Linked DNA regions of Mus musculus: regions 1 and 2 are each linked to region 3. The links are chromatin contacts, called in public HiChIP or PLAC-seq and promoter capture Hi-C maps. All regions are on one chromosome and are shown on one strand. Each heading gives the region's core, a stretch centred on a gene start, on an enhancer-like site or on the middle of the called end of the contact. The rest is flanking DNA. Distances are from core to core; before and after follow the strand shown. Region 1 has its middle 21 kb from the start of Krt20. Region 2 holds the start of Krt12 (keratin 12). Region 3 holds the start of Krt13 (keratin 13).

Region 1 (3,729 bases), core at 534-3,033, 660 kb after region 3:
GAATGCCTATCAGAGCTAGATGGTAAGGCCACACTCATAGGATGCATGAAACACAGAAATCACTTAGAAATGAGCTGGAAGCTTCCTCCACACCTACTAGTTTCATAGTCCCCAAGGATGCTATGGAGGCTACTGGGGGAACAAGCAATGTTCTTACCCAACTGAGGCCCACCAGTCAGCCGAACAACCTGTCAAGTAGATACGCAGACATGCGCAATAGTTATATTGCTGTTAAGGAGATGGTCAGTTATTCTTTGATTGGAATTTAGATCTACTCCATAGGCAAGAATTCCTGCCTGGTTCTGTAAATCTGGCCAAAAAAAAAAAAAAAGACAGGAGAGATCATAGGTTCTAGGAGGGAACTAAACACTGTTGTTTAGCTAAATTGACAATATTGAGCTGTCATCTAAATATCTATGCATATGCCAGTAGACAAATGCTACTCTCAGCCTTGGCCAGGAAAGTGTTTCTTTCCAGTGAACAATGGAAAAGGCAGAAACTCATGGATGCACAAGATGCTGAGAATACGTAGCAGACGTGTGCTCAGCCCTAAGTGAGACATTTCTACCACCTGCTCTAAGGCTCTGGGAACCTTGCAGGAGGAAGAAAGAACCTGAGAGCCAGAGGGTGGGGAGAAGAAATGCAAACTGTTATGTTCTGGGTAAAACACAGCCACTGCAGTCGTGGGCTCATAGCAGCTGTGGATGCTTGCACTAGGCAGCTGGACATGGATGGTAGAGGGAGTCCGGAGGCAGGGGAGTTCCCCTCACTTCTGAGCTGTTTGCTACTGATACTTTGGAGATTAGAGAAATCAATGCCTTTGGTTGTGTACCTATCAGTGTGCCCCATTGGCCCCCAGTGGATACTTCCCATCCTGTGAGTACAAAGATGACCCTGGTTTAACTAAATGGTTCACAAAATAAAACCCAAAACCATGAAGCTTGGAAAAAGACTGGTAGGGATGGGAAGTATTGTTGATAGGGATGGAGGCGGGGGGTAAAAAAAAAAAAAGGAGAGGGAGAGAGTAATCCCAATACATTATGGAAATACCAAGCAAGAAAATTAATCAATAAAAAAGCAAAATAAATTCTGATTAACACATAAATAAGAGTATTGTGTTTTTTATGAAGAACTAGCATTGTTTAAGACAAAGTCTCTCTACTTAGCCCAAGCGGACCTCAAACTTATCATCCCACTGCTTCAACCTCCCAAGTATTAAGATTAATAGGTGTGAGCCATCATTTACAGTGTTGCTAAGAAATTCTAATGATCGGGAGCAGGACGGAAGGGAGAGGTGCAGAGCGGGTGCAAGAAGGAAAAGCAGCTAGGCGCTCAGAGTCTCCCTCGTCCCCCCCAGCCTAAGTTCCCGCCTTGACTTGGGAGGTCTTGGGGCTCGAATCCTAAGTCATCTATAGTGCACACCCGCCCGTCAGCTTTCATTTTCATGGAAATCTGTGTGTGTGTTGCCACTGACACTGACCGTCCTCCTATCGGTGACTGAAATCGTTTTAAATGACATTTTTGAAAAAGTGGTTCATTAATCGGTGCTTATCGAGTGTGGACTCTATGGCTGCTGAATTCCTGCATGGACAAACTTTGATACCTTCTAAAGTCACACAGCTCTTGTAGGACACACCTGTCTGTAGGTCCTGCCCCCTGTCTACCTTCCTTTTCTGCCATTCCACCTTCCTCTTCCGAGCACCAGCACTAGGCCAGGGTGCTCCACCCACACACTCATACCCCAGACTTTGCACCAGGAAGCTCTCTGACCCCAGACATCACGACTCTTCCAGGCTTTCATTCAGATGTCTTTTTTACCGTCGGAGCCGGGCCTGGCCTCATTGCTCATAAGAGTGCCTCACCAACCCTTTCTTGTGTGGCCTCTGACTCACCCTCTGCCCCTCCAGCCCCTCCCCCCCCCACACACACACCCAAACTGGACTCCACGGGACAGACACCTGTATTTTTTCACTACTGTATTCCCAGTATCTACAACAGAGCAGAACACACACTCATATTTATTTATGATTATTTGTGAATGAATGAGCGGATGAATATCAATGCCCTATAAGGCTGGTCCTAAATAAAATAAAATAAAATAAAATAAAATAAAATAAAATAAAATAAAATAAAATAAAATAAAATGAGCATTCCTTGTCTCTTATGCCTAAATCCTCTTCTCCAAAGACTCTTGGCTATTCTGACATTAACCCACACATTTCTTCTTCTTCTTCTTCTTCTTCTTCTTCTTCTTCTTCTTCTTCTTCTTCTTCTTCTTCTTCTTCTTCTCCTTCTTCTTCTTCTTCTTCTTTTTCTTCTTCTTTTTTAATATTTTTGACAGTCTTTATTTGTGTATTAGCTTTTGTCTCCCCTCACCCTGACATATGACATTGTTTCTGGTAACTTTCACAGTGTCCATGAAAGACACAGAGAGCATAAAAAGCCATTATTCACCCATTTGAGTTTGCATGTGAGAGACGTAAAAATAACCAGTAATTTTCCTGAATTGGGGTTGCAAAATGATAACACCTCTCTCACCTTAGAACAAGTTTTTTGGTTTTGGTTTTGGTTTTATTTTATTTGTAATTCATTTTTTACACTCCATATTCCATTCCCCAACCCTCCCCTCCCACCCTCCAACTGCTCCACATCCCACACCTCCTCCCCACCACACCCATCTCCACATGGATGCCCCCACCCTCCACCCCATCTGACCTCTAAACTCCCTGAGGCCTCCAGTCTCTTGAGGGTTAGGTGCATCATCTCTGAATGAACACAGACCTGCAAGTCCTCTACTGTATGTGTGTTGGGAGACTTCATATCAGCTGGTATATGCTGTCTATTTGGTGGTCCAGTGTTTGAAAGTTCTCAGGGGTCCAGATTAATTAAGACTGCTGGTCCTCCTATAGGATCGCCCTACTCCTCAAATTCTTTCAGCCTTCCCTAATTCAACAACAGGGGTTAACTGCTTCTATCCATTAGTTGGGTGCAAATATCTGCATCTGACTCTTTCAGCTGCTTGTTGGGTCTTTTGGGGGGTGGAGTCATGATCGATCCCTTTTTGTGAGCACTACATATCCTCAACAACAGTGTCATGCCTTGGGACCTCCCCTTGACCTGGATCCCACTTTGGGCCTGTCACTGGACCTTCTTTTTCTCAGGCTCCTTTCCATTTCCACCCCTGTAATTCTTTCAGACAGGAACAATTATGGGTCAGAGGTGTAACTGTGGGATGGCAACCCCATCCCTCACTTGATGTCCTGTCTTCCTGCTGGATGTTGGCTCTATAAATTCCCTCTCCCTACTGTTGAACATTTCATCAAAGGTCCCTCCCTGTGAGTCCTGGGAGCCCCTCACCTCCCAGGTCTCTGGTGCACTGGGGGGGGGGTGTCCCCTAACCTCCCATTTCCTGAGGTTGCCTGTTTACCTTCTTTCTGCAGGCTCTCGGGGCTTCAGTCCTTTTCCCTCACCCAATACCAGATCAGGTTTCCCCCTCCCCATCTCCTTTCCCTCCCAAGTCCCTCCCTCCTTCCCCACTTATGATTGCTTTCTTCTCTCTCCAAGTGGGACTGAAGGATCCTCACTTGGGCACCTCAGCTTATAGAGCCTTTTGAATTCTGTGGACTATAACTTGTGTGTTCTGTATGGGGTTTTTGTTTTGTTTTTGTTTTTGTTTTGGCTAATATCCACTTATTAGTAAGTACATACCATGCATGCCCTTTTGCGTCT
Region 2 (3,512 bases), core at 390-2,889, 700 kb after region 3:
GGGAAAGTGATTTGAAAAGCTGCCAGTCTGTTTGATCCTGGGTTTTCTTTCCTTCTTTCTTTCTTCCTTTTTTTAGATTATTTTATGCGAGTACACTGTAGCTGTTTCCAGACACACCAGAAGAGGGCATGGGACCCCATTATAGATGGTTATGAGCCACCATGTGGTTGCTGGGAATTGAACTCAGGACCTCAGGAAGAGCAGTCAGTGCCATCTCTCCAGCCCCTGTCCTGGGTATTTCTTACGGAGGCCTGCCATGAAGCTCAGCTGTGACCTTCTGCATGTGCTCCCGAGTGCCCAATAGGCAGCTCTCACTCTGGCTTGGTACGACTCCAGATTTAAGATTTCGCCTCTGGGGAGGCTGAATAAGGGCCAACACTACCTGGACGAGGTGAGTGTTGCTCTTGCTGAACGAGGAAGAATCCGCGCTCTATCACTGCAAAGCAAGTACTGACCTTGAGACCAACTCTCATGGCATAAAGGCCAGAGAAAGAAGCATTCTCTGGGACCAGGGCGCCCAGGAAATATGGAGCTACTATTAAAGGCTCTGCTGTGGGAACCTGTACACCAGAGCCATTAGATTGATTGTCATTGGAGGTGGGGGGTGGTTTGGACCTGGGTCCTCTGGAAGAAGCAAGTGTTCCTAAGTACTGAGCCATCTCTCTGACCCCTGGATAAAATTCTCAGGATCATGCTTCCCAAAGAATTCACAGGAATTTAATAAGACAGCCTCCCATTGGCTGTTCTGTGATGCAAAAATGCATTCCTCTCCATCCACCGAAATGACTCTCTGGCTTCTGAAGCATGGAGTTTTAATCATTTCTTATTTTGGACAGTGTTTGCGTGTGTGTATGTGTGTGTGTATGTATTTTGTTAATGGTGGAACACTGTAGGTGATATACTATCCATTCAGCCAACAGATTTACTACAAAATTCTCACAGGTAATGCCATTGAAGAAATAGCAATAAGCATTCAGCCCAGAGCCCAGCGTCATGGTTCACTGAGAATGCCAATCTTTTGTTAACTATAAATGTTCGACTTCCAAACAGCTGGCTCCCATGTTTAAGTGTTCCATTTTCAGAAAAGCAAGAACCACACAACTCCTTACAGCAGATGCTCTCAGAGCCTTGCAAGCTCAGATTCTAATGTCCTCTTGGAAAACACCTCTGTTTCTCACCTTCCAGGAATGCGCTCTTCATCTGCCTCTGAAACTGTCCCTACAGAGAGAACCACAGCATGGTTGGTTGGCTTATACTGAACCGAAAGAAATAGACAGGGGAGGGGAAGACAGAGCTTCAGGAAGCATGGGGCTTCGGAAGGATTCCTTAATGCTCCAGTCGTCACTCTTCTGGTGTCTGGAAGATACAGGCAGTGCTGAGGACAACTGAAGGTGACAGATTCCTTACGACAGCCTATCTGCTCCACCCAGCCTTCTTTCTTGTGTGTCAGATATCTAGTGGTAATGGTTATTCGATTATAGCTATATCAGTGAATTTTCACGATGCATAAATCACATACCTGCTGAGCTGGCCAACTGGGTGTGGGTGGGCATGCGAGAGTTGGAACGCAGAGAGTGAACTCTTTAACCGCAACACCCACCTCCCAGCCTATAAAGGCAGGACCCCTTCTGGCATACCAGCACTGCGGTCTCTCTTGGGTCACCACCTCTCCAGCAACAGCATGTCGCTTTCAGTCTGCACCTCTGCGCTGTCCAGGAGGTCTTCCTCACAGAATGGGGCGGCAGGCAGACCTTGGGGTGCATCTGCTTCTAGTGTTGCCGGCGGCTATGGGGGATCGGCCTCTGGCTTTGGAGTTGGCTGTGGAGGCCTCTTTTCTGCTGCTTCCATGTTTGGTTCTAGTTCTGGCTTTAGCGGTGGCTCTGCAGGTTGCTTGCCGGGGCTTGGCTCTGCCTATGGGGGACCTCTGAGAGGTGGCGCGGGAGGAATGGGGATAGGGATGGGGATAGCTGGAAGCTCGGGCGGTGGCTCTCTGTGTATCTTTTCTGGCAATGATGGAGGTCTTCTTTCTGGTTCTGAGAAAGAAACCATGCAAAATCTAAATGACAGACTAGCTTCCTACCTGGGTAAGGTTCGCTCTCTAGAGGAGGCTAATGCAGAACTGGAAAACAAAATTCGAGAGTGGTATGAAACACGGAGAACCAGAGACGCTGGGTCTCAGAGTGATTACAGTAAATACTACCCACTGATTGAAGACTTGAAGAATAAGGTAAGGGGAGGGGCTTTAGAAACCTTTTCATTTTATTACAATATTTTTATAAAAATAAATCCTCTTAACTTAGATATTTTTAAACTAGATGGTACTTGGAGAATTTCCTCCCCTCAAGAAGCACAGAAGTACAGTTCCGTTCACCATTAAGTGGCCGTCCTTCCACTGTCTAAAAGAAATGTTCTTAACTTATCAACATTATTTTTAATCAATACATTTGCTTTTAAAATGAAGCTGTCCCGAACCCTTCGGAGTTTGGGGCTTTGCTTTGTTTTGCTGTGGTGCTGGGAATGAACACAGGGCTTCGGGTATGTGACCAAGTGTTCTCCCATTGAGCTACAGCCACATCCTTTGCCTTAGAAAACCGGAACTGGAGACTGAGCGAGGTAACCCAAGCCCTGATAGGCAAACGCCATCTGCTGTCTTTCAGATGTGGATTCTAGTTTGGAATGTTTAGGTTTCTGTTTGAGTTTAACTGAGTGCCTATAGAGAGCAGAAAGGTCTCATGGCAGGGAGGAGGTGCTTAAACTGATATAGAGGAAGGGGGAAGAGTAACATAGGAAGGTTTAAACAAAGATGGGGTGGGGATGCACAGAAAAGTAAGGGTGAGGAGGGAAGCCCAACCAAAACTAAAGATGCATAGAAGAGCCATATTTAAAAAAAAAAAAAAAAAAAAAAAAAAAAAAAAAAAAGCTGAAAGAATGTGACTTAAAGATGAAGAGTTTGGATGGAGGAAAAATGTATTTTGTGTCACGATTTATTCTTATGTGCAAAGTGACACTAGTGAACTAACTGCCAGTGCTTTAGGACTCCGTGTTCATGTGTCTCCCTCTGTTCTCCCAGATCGTTTCTGCCAGAGTCAGCAACGCCCAGCTCCTCCTGCAGATTGACAACGCAAGGCTGGCTGCCGAGGACTTCAGGATGAAGTGAGTCCGCTGGTGGTAACTCCTTCCTCCTCCCACTCCCCACTTCCTGCTGCGCTGATGGCAAACGATTCCAATGTCCTGCAGCCCACATGGCCCCTGCCTTCAGTGCACCCCTAAATCCACACAGGGTGCTTTTAAAAGCACTGAAAGTCAAACCGTCCACTGTACACAGCTTTAAGTTATAAGTTGCTTCCACCTGGAGCTACGGATCATCTCTTTGCAATGAGTCATAATTCAACCTGATAATTGTACCTATGTTTAGACCTGAATTTTCAATGTATCAAAGTGAATTAACAATATCTTTGCCAAGGGGTTCAATGGAACAATTGTGTCCCTGATGACACATATGACTGAAAGCT
Region 3 (3,782 bases), core at 622-3,121:
GCCCTTAAGACCCTTTCTTCCATCTGGAATGGCAAGGCCTCTTCTTACAGTGTCTTCGTGCAATCCCTGAGCTTTGTAGTTACGCTCTGAGGTCCTTACAAGAGACTCTAGCTAGCTCTTGCCCCTGAGACACATCTCTCTATGTATCTCTCAGTCAAATGCTTACAAACTGTATCAGATATCATGAGAGAGGGCCCTTGCCAGGAACTCCAGAGCTTTTTGCAGATTTGGAAGGCTCCCTAAGACAGTCAGAATAACGTAACATGAACCTCATGTGCTGGATTGATCCAGGGCTTCTGAACCTCAGCCATGTAGACCTTTGGGGTGTGGTAATTCATTGATGTGGAGACATTCCCTGATTTCTACCCTCTACACAATAGGACCATCACTCAATTGTGACAGTTCAAACAACTCTTAACACTGTGGAATGTCCTTTGGGGAACCATAGACTCTGTTGGAGGCTATGGACTTACCTCTGGTGACAGAAGCTGGAAGAATGATTTGATCAGGGGTGTGGGTTGCAGGTATATACTCAGAAGAGGTATCATGAGTTTTCAGAGTGCTAGAAAGTTCTGGAAGGTGATTGCACAGGAGATGCATAGGTGATAGTGCAATTGAACACTTATGATTTATAAACTTTATTCTATACAAAATGGATCTAAAATGAGTCTTGGGCATGGTATAACTAGCCTTGGGGTTCAGTTCTGATTCTACTTTATGACTTGGTTCTCTGTGTAAAGTGGGAGATACTAGAGAAGCCACCTCTCGGGGCTGCTGCTAAGATCCTTGAGAGTGAGTGCAGAACTTGTGAGATGCTCAGCAGACCCGAGTTTCATTCCTGGGACACACAATGTAGGCGAGCATTCACTCCTGACACTTGTCCTCTGATCTCCACAGTGTACGGCACTAGTACTAGTGCACAAAATAAATATATACAATTAGAAATTGAGTGTAAAATACTTAGGCTCTAAGCATCTTAGTGGGGTTGCTGTCTCTTCCTGTGTCTTGGTCTCCTCAGCTAGGTTTGCTTTCTGAGGTCTCTTAGGGTCTCTTAGTGTTGCTTTTTATAGCCATTTTCTTCTTTATTTTAATATTTATTTTTAACTATTGGTTATGATTGTCTGACTGCATGTATTTTGTGCATCATGAGTGTTTATGGTGCCTACAAAGTCCAGAGGAGGGAATGGGATACCCTGGAACAGGAGTTACAGACAGTTGTAAGCCCTCATATGGGTGTCAGGACCAGAACTTGGGTCCTTGCCCAGAATAGCAAATATTCTTAACCATGGAGCCAACTCTCCAGCCCCTAGAACCATTTCTTTTTCAGGCTCAAGGTGTCCAATGAGGCTAATTCTTTATGATCAACAAAATTTGTGATCAGAATTGTTGGGAGCATTGGCATAGATGAAGAGCTAAGGGGTTTCCAGAACATTCCATCCAGCCATTTTAGAGGTAGAAAAGAAGGGTGGTGAGGGCTATGGGGATTTCACCCAGCATGGGGCCACTTTGCAGTCTGGCCTTCCCCCCTCTCCCCCAAGGAGGCTATCTGATAGACCCTTGTGGTTCAGTCCCTGTTCTAATACTGGGCAGGGCTGGGATATGGAACTTCTTAACTGGAAAGGTGAAGTAGAATTTGGTTGTCAAAAGAAGTCTGAAGCAGAACACTGCTCCCTCTGAATCATCCCTTTTGTTAAGGATTAAAAAGAAAAAAGCCACCCCAAAGACATAACCCACCCTAGAGAGTAGAGGTAACTGGGCTTGTGGGAAAGGAGGAACAGCTGGCATCAGGTCAGAGGGTGGGGAAGGGAGGAGAGAGGATGTCCCACCCCTGTGGAGGACGCATAAAAGGCATGCACGGCAGGGAAGTGCCATAGTCTTCTCTTGGCCTTGGTCAAGTTCAGCTCCTGTCTGCTCTCTCTCTCTCACCTTCTTGCTCCCACCATGAGCTGCCGCTTCCAGAGTTCCTCCATGAGCTATGGAGGTGGTTTCGGAGCTGGTTCTTGCCAGCTTGGAGGAGGCCGTAATATCTCCTCCTGCTCATCTCGGTTTGTCACTGGAGGGTCAGCTGGAGGCTATGGAGGGGGCATGAGCTGTGGCTTTGGTGGAGGAGCTGGTGGTGGCTTTGGAGGTGGCTTTGGAGGTGGCTTTGGAGGTAGCTATGGCGGAGGTTTTGGCGGTGGCTTTGGTGACTTCGGAGGTGTCGATGGTGGCCTCCTCTCTGGCAACGAGAAGATCACCATGCAGAACCTCAATGACCGCCTGGCCAGCTACCTGGATAAGGTGCGCGCCTTGGAGGCAGCCAATGCCGACCTGGAGGTGAAGATTCGTGACTGGCATCTGAAACAGAGCCCAGCTAGTCCAGAGCGGGACTACAGTGCTTATTATAAGACCATCGAGGAGCTCCGGATCAAGGTGAGGCCTCTGATGCTAAGAAGTTTTCCTCAGGACAGGGCAGAGCCTCAGAGGCCAGGCCATGCAGTGTTACAGACGACCAGGTGTGGATGGAATCGACCTTCTTCTTGCAAGGGGAATATTGTAACTTTGTACTACCGAGAGTCTCCGCTACTGAAATTTTCTTATGCCATGACCCAAATGCATTCTCTCCCACACTTCATGTTTATTGGTGTCATGACTCCTGCCAAGTCTTTTTTTAATGGCTTCCTGAACTGTTACTTGTGACTCAGTTGCTATAACCTACGACTGACTTACTTGGAAATGTGACATTTTAAAAAAGTCACTGCAAACGGATAAACCGGATAAAGAAAAGATATCGTTGTTCACTGTTTATTTTGGAGAAACCCCATAGACTTATTCTCAGTGGGCAATGACTCAGAGGGTGTAAAGAGGCTGAGACTCAGGCTGGTACAGAGCCTGGAAGCCCTCAGTGTGGCCTGTCAATCACACTGCGACACCAACTTGTCAGAGCAGAAGTCTACTAGCCTGGGTCAGGCCCCAATTACACAAAGCAGGCTTTAAATGCTTACGCTGTAAATGTTCAGGCATTCAAGTGGATGCCTGAGTTCAAGAGAGTTGAGTGGATGGGTTTTCCTCTTTGCTTATCTGGGAGGTCAGCTCCAGGAGCATGGCCAGAATACATCTGGAGTCACACTGAGCCCCTTCTGATCTGAAGGGGGAAAGCTATCAAGACAGTGACTTAGGGAGTTGATAGCTCTGAGATACGACTACTGGAAGATGTTCTGAGTGGGTGGGGCCTCTGAAATGGCCATCATTGGTCTCTCCCACCCTGGTCTGATGGGGAATATTCAAGAGGAAAAGGAGAGAGTTGGCTTTGCCTCCTGCTTTCTCAGAGTGCTTAAGCAGAAGTAAGGTGAGTTTTGCTTTCTAAGCCCAGCTTTAGCGTGTCCCTTCCATGCTTTGTAGATTCTGGAAGCCACCACGGACAACAACCGGATCATCCTGGAGATTGACAATGCCAGGCTGGCTGCAGATGACTTCAGGCTCAAGTGAGTTCATTCTCCTTACGAGTCTTTCCCCAAAGACTCTTGCTTTAGACTCTAAACTTTAAAGGAGTGGCCACTTGGTGGGAGACACTGGAGCATCCAGGAGCAAGGGCCTTGGAGTTGTAGAGGAATTCAGTGTATGGGGGTGGGATGCATCTAATATTATTTGTTTTGCTTTAATTAAAAAAATATTCCAGGTACGAAAATGAGCTGACCTTGCGCCAGAGCGTGGAGGCCGACATCAACGGCCTGCGCAGGGTGCTGGATGAGCTGACTCTGGCTAAGACTGACCTGGAAATGCAGATTGAGAGCCTGAATGAA

What was found. HiChIP or PLAC-seq counts read pairs in DNA pulled down with a chosen protein or histone mark. Capture Hi-C pulls out chosen DNA fragments and counts their contacts.
Region 1: an HNF4G HiChIP or PLAC-seq map of pancreatic cancer cells shows a contact between it and region 3. The contact joins the enhancer-like site here to the promoter of Krt13 in region 3. A contact is called at or near these places in 8 of 39 promoter capture datasets (the C10 cell line, embryonic stem cells, hematopoietic stem and progenitor cells and 3 more), 3 of 15 datasets of contacts at CTCF or cohesin (the NIH/3T3 cell line, embryonic stem cells and large pre-B cells), 2 of 115 datasets of contacts at active chromatin or transcription factors (kidney and pancreatic cancer cells) and 2 of 9 other capture datasets (adipose tissue and macrophages).
Region 2: a promoter capture Hi-C map of pancreatic islet shows a contact between it and region 3, with 5 times the contacts expected there. The contact joins the promoter of Krt12 here to the promoter of Krt13 in region 3. A contact is called at or near these places in 8 of 39 promoter capture datasets (the C10 cell line, cranial neural crest, embryonic stem cells and 3 more), 1 of 484 Hi-C or Micro-C datasets (embryonic stem cells), 1 of 115 datasets of contacts at active chromatin or transcription factors (pancreatic cancer cells) and 3 of 9 other capture datasets (adipose tissue, embryonic stem cells and pancreatic islet).

What each region holds. Positions count from the first base shown.
Region 1 is chr11:99,457,110-99,460,838 of GRCm38.p6, reverse strand. No RefSeq gene overlaps it. Among named protein-coding and RNA genes, the nearest start is that of Krt20, 21 kb to the right of the region's middle. Within about 2 kb of position 1,783, at least 16 of the 459 cell types and tissues checked have an H3K27ac peak or open chromatin away from gene starts, as enhancers often do. A contact at or near this core is called in pancreatic cancer cells, where this site is marked.
Region 2 is chr11:99,420,386-99,423,897 of GRCm38.p6, reverse strand. It overlaps Krt12 (keratin 12), which reads left to right and starts at 1,639. Exons shown (of 8, transcript NM_010661.2): 1 at 1,639-2,227; 2 at 3,071-3,153. The coding sequence starts at 1,682. It overlaps A830036E02Rik (RIKEN cDNA A830036E02 gene), which reads right to left. Exons shown (of 4, transcript NR_153851.1): 4 at 800-2,033.
Region 3 is chr11:100,119,655-100,123,436 of GRCm38.p6, reverse strand. Krt13 (keratin 13) reads left to right here and starts at 1,871. Exons shown (of 8, transcript NM_010662.2): 1 at 1,871-2,412; 2 at 3,382-3,464; 3 at 3,659-3,782. The coding sequence starts at 1,942.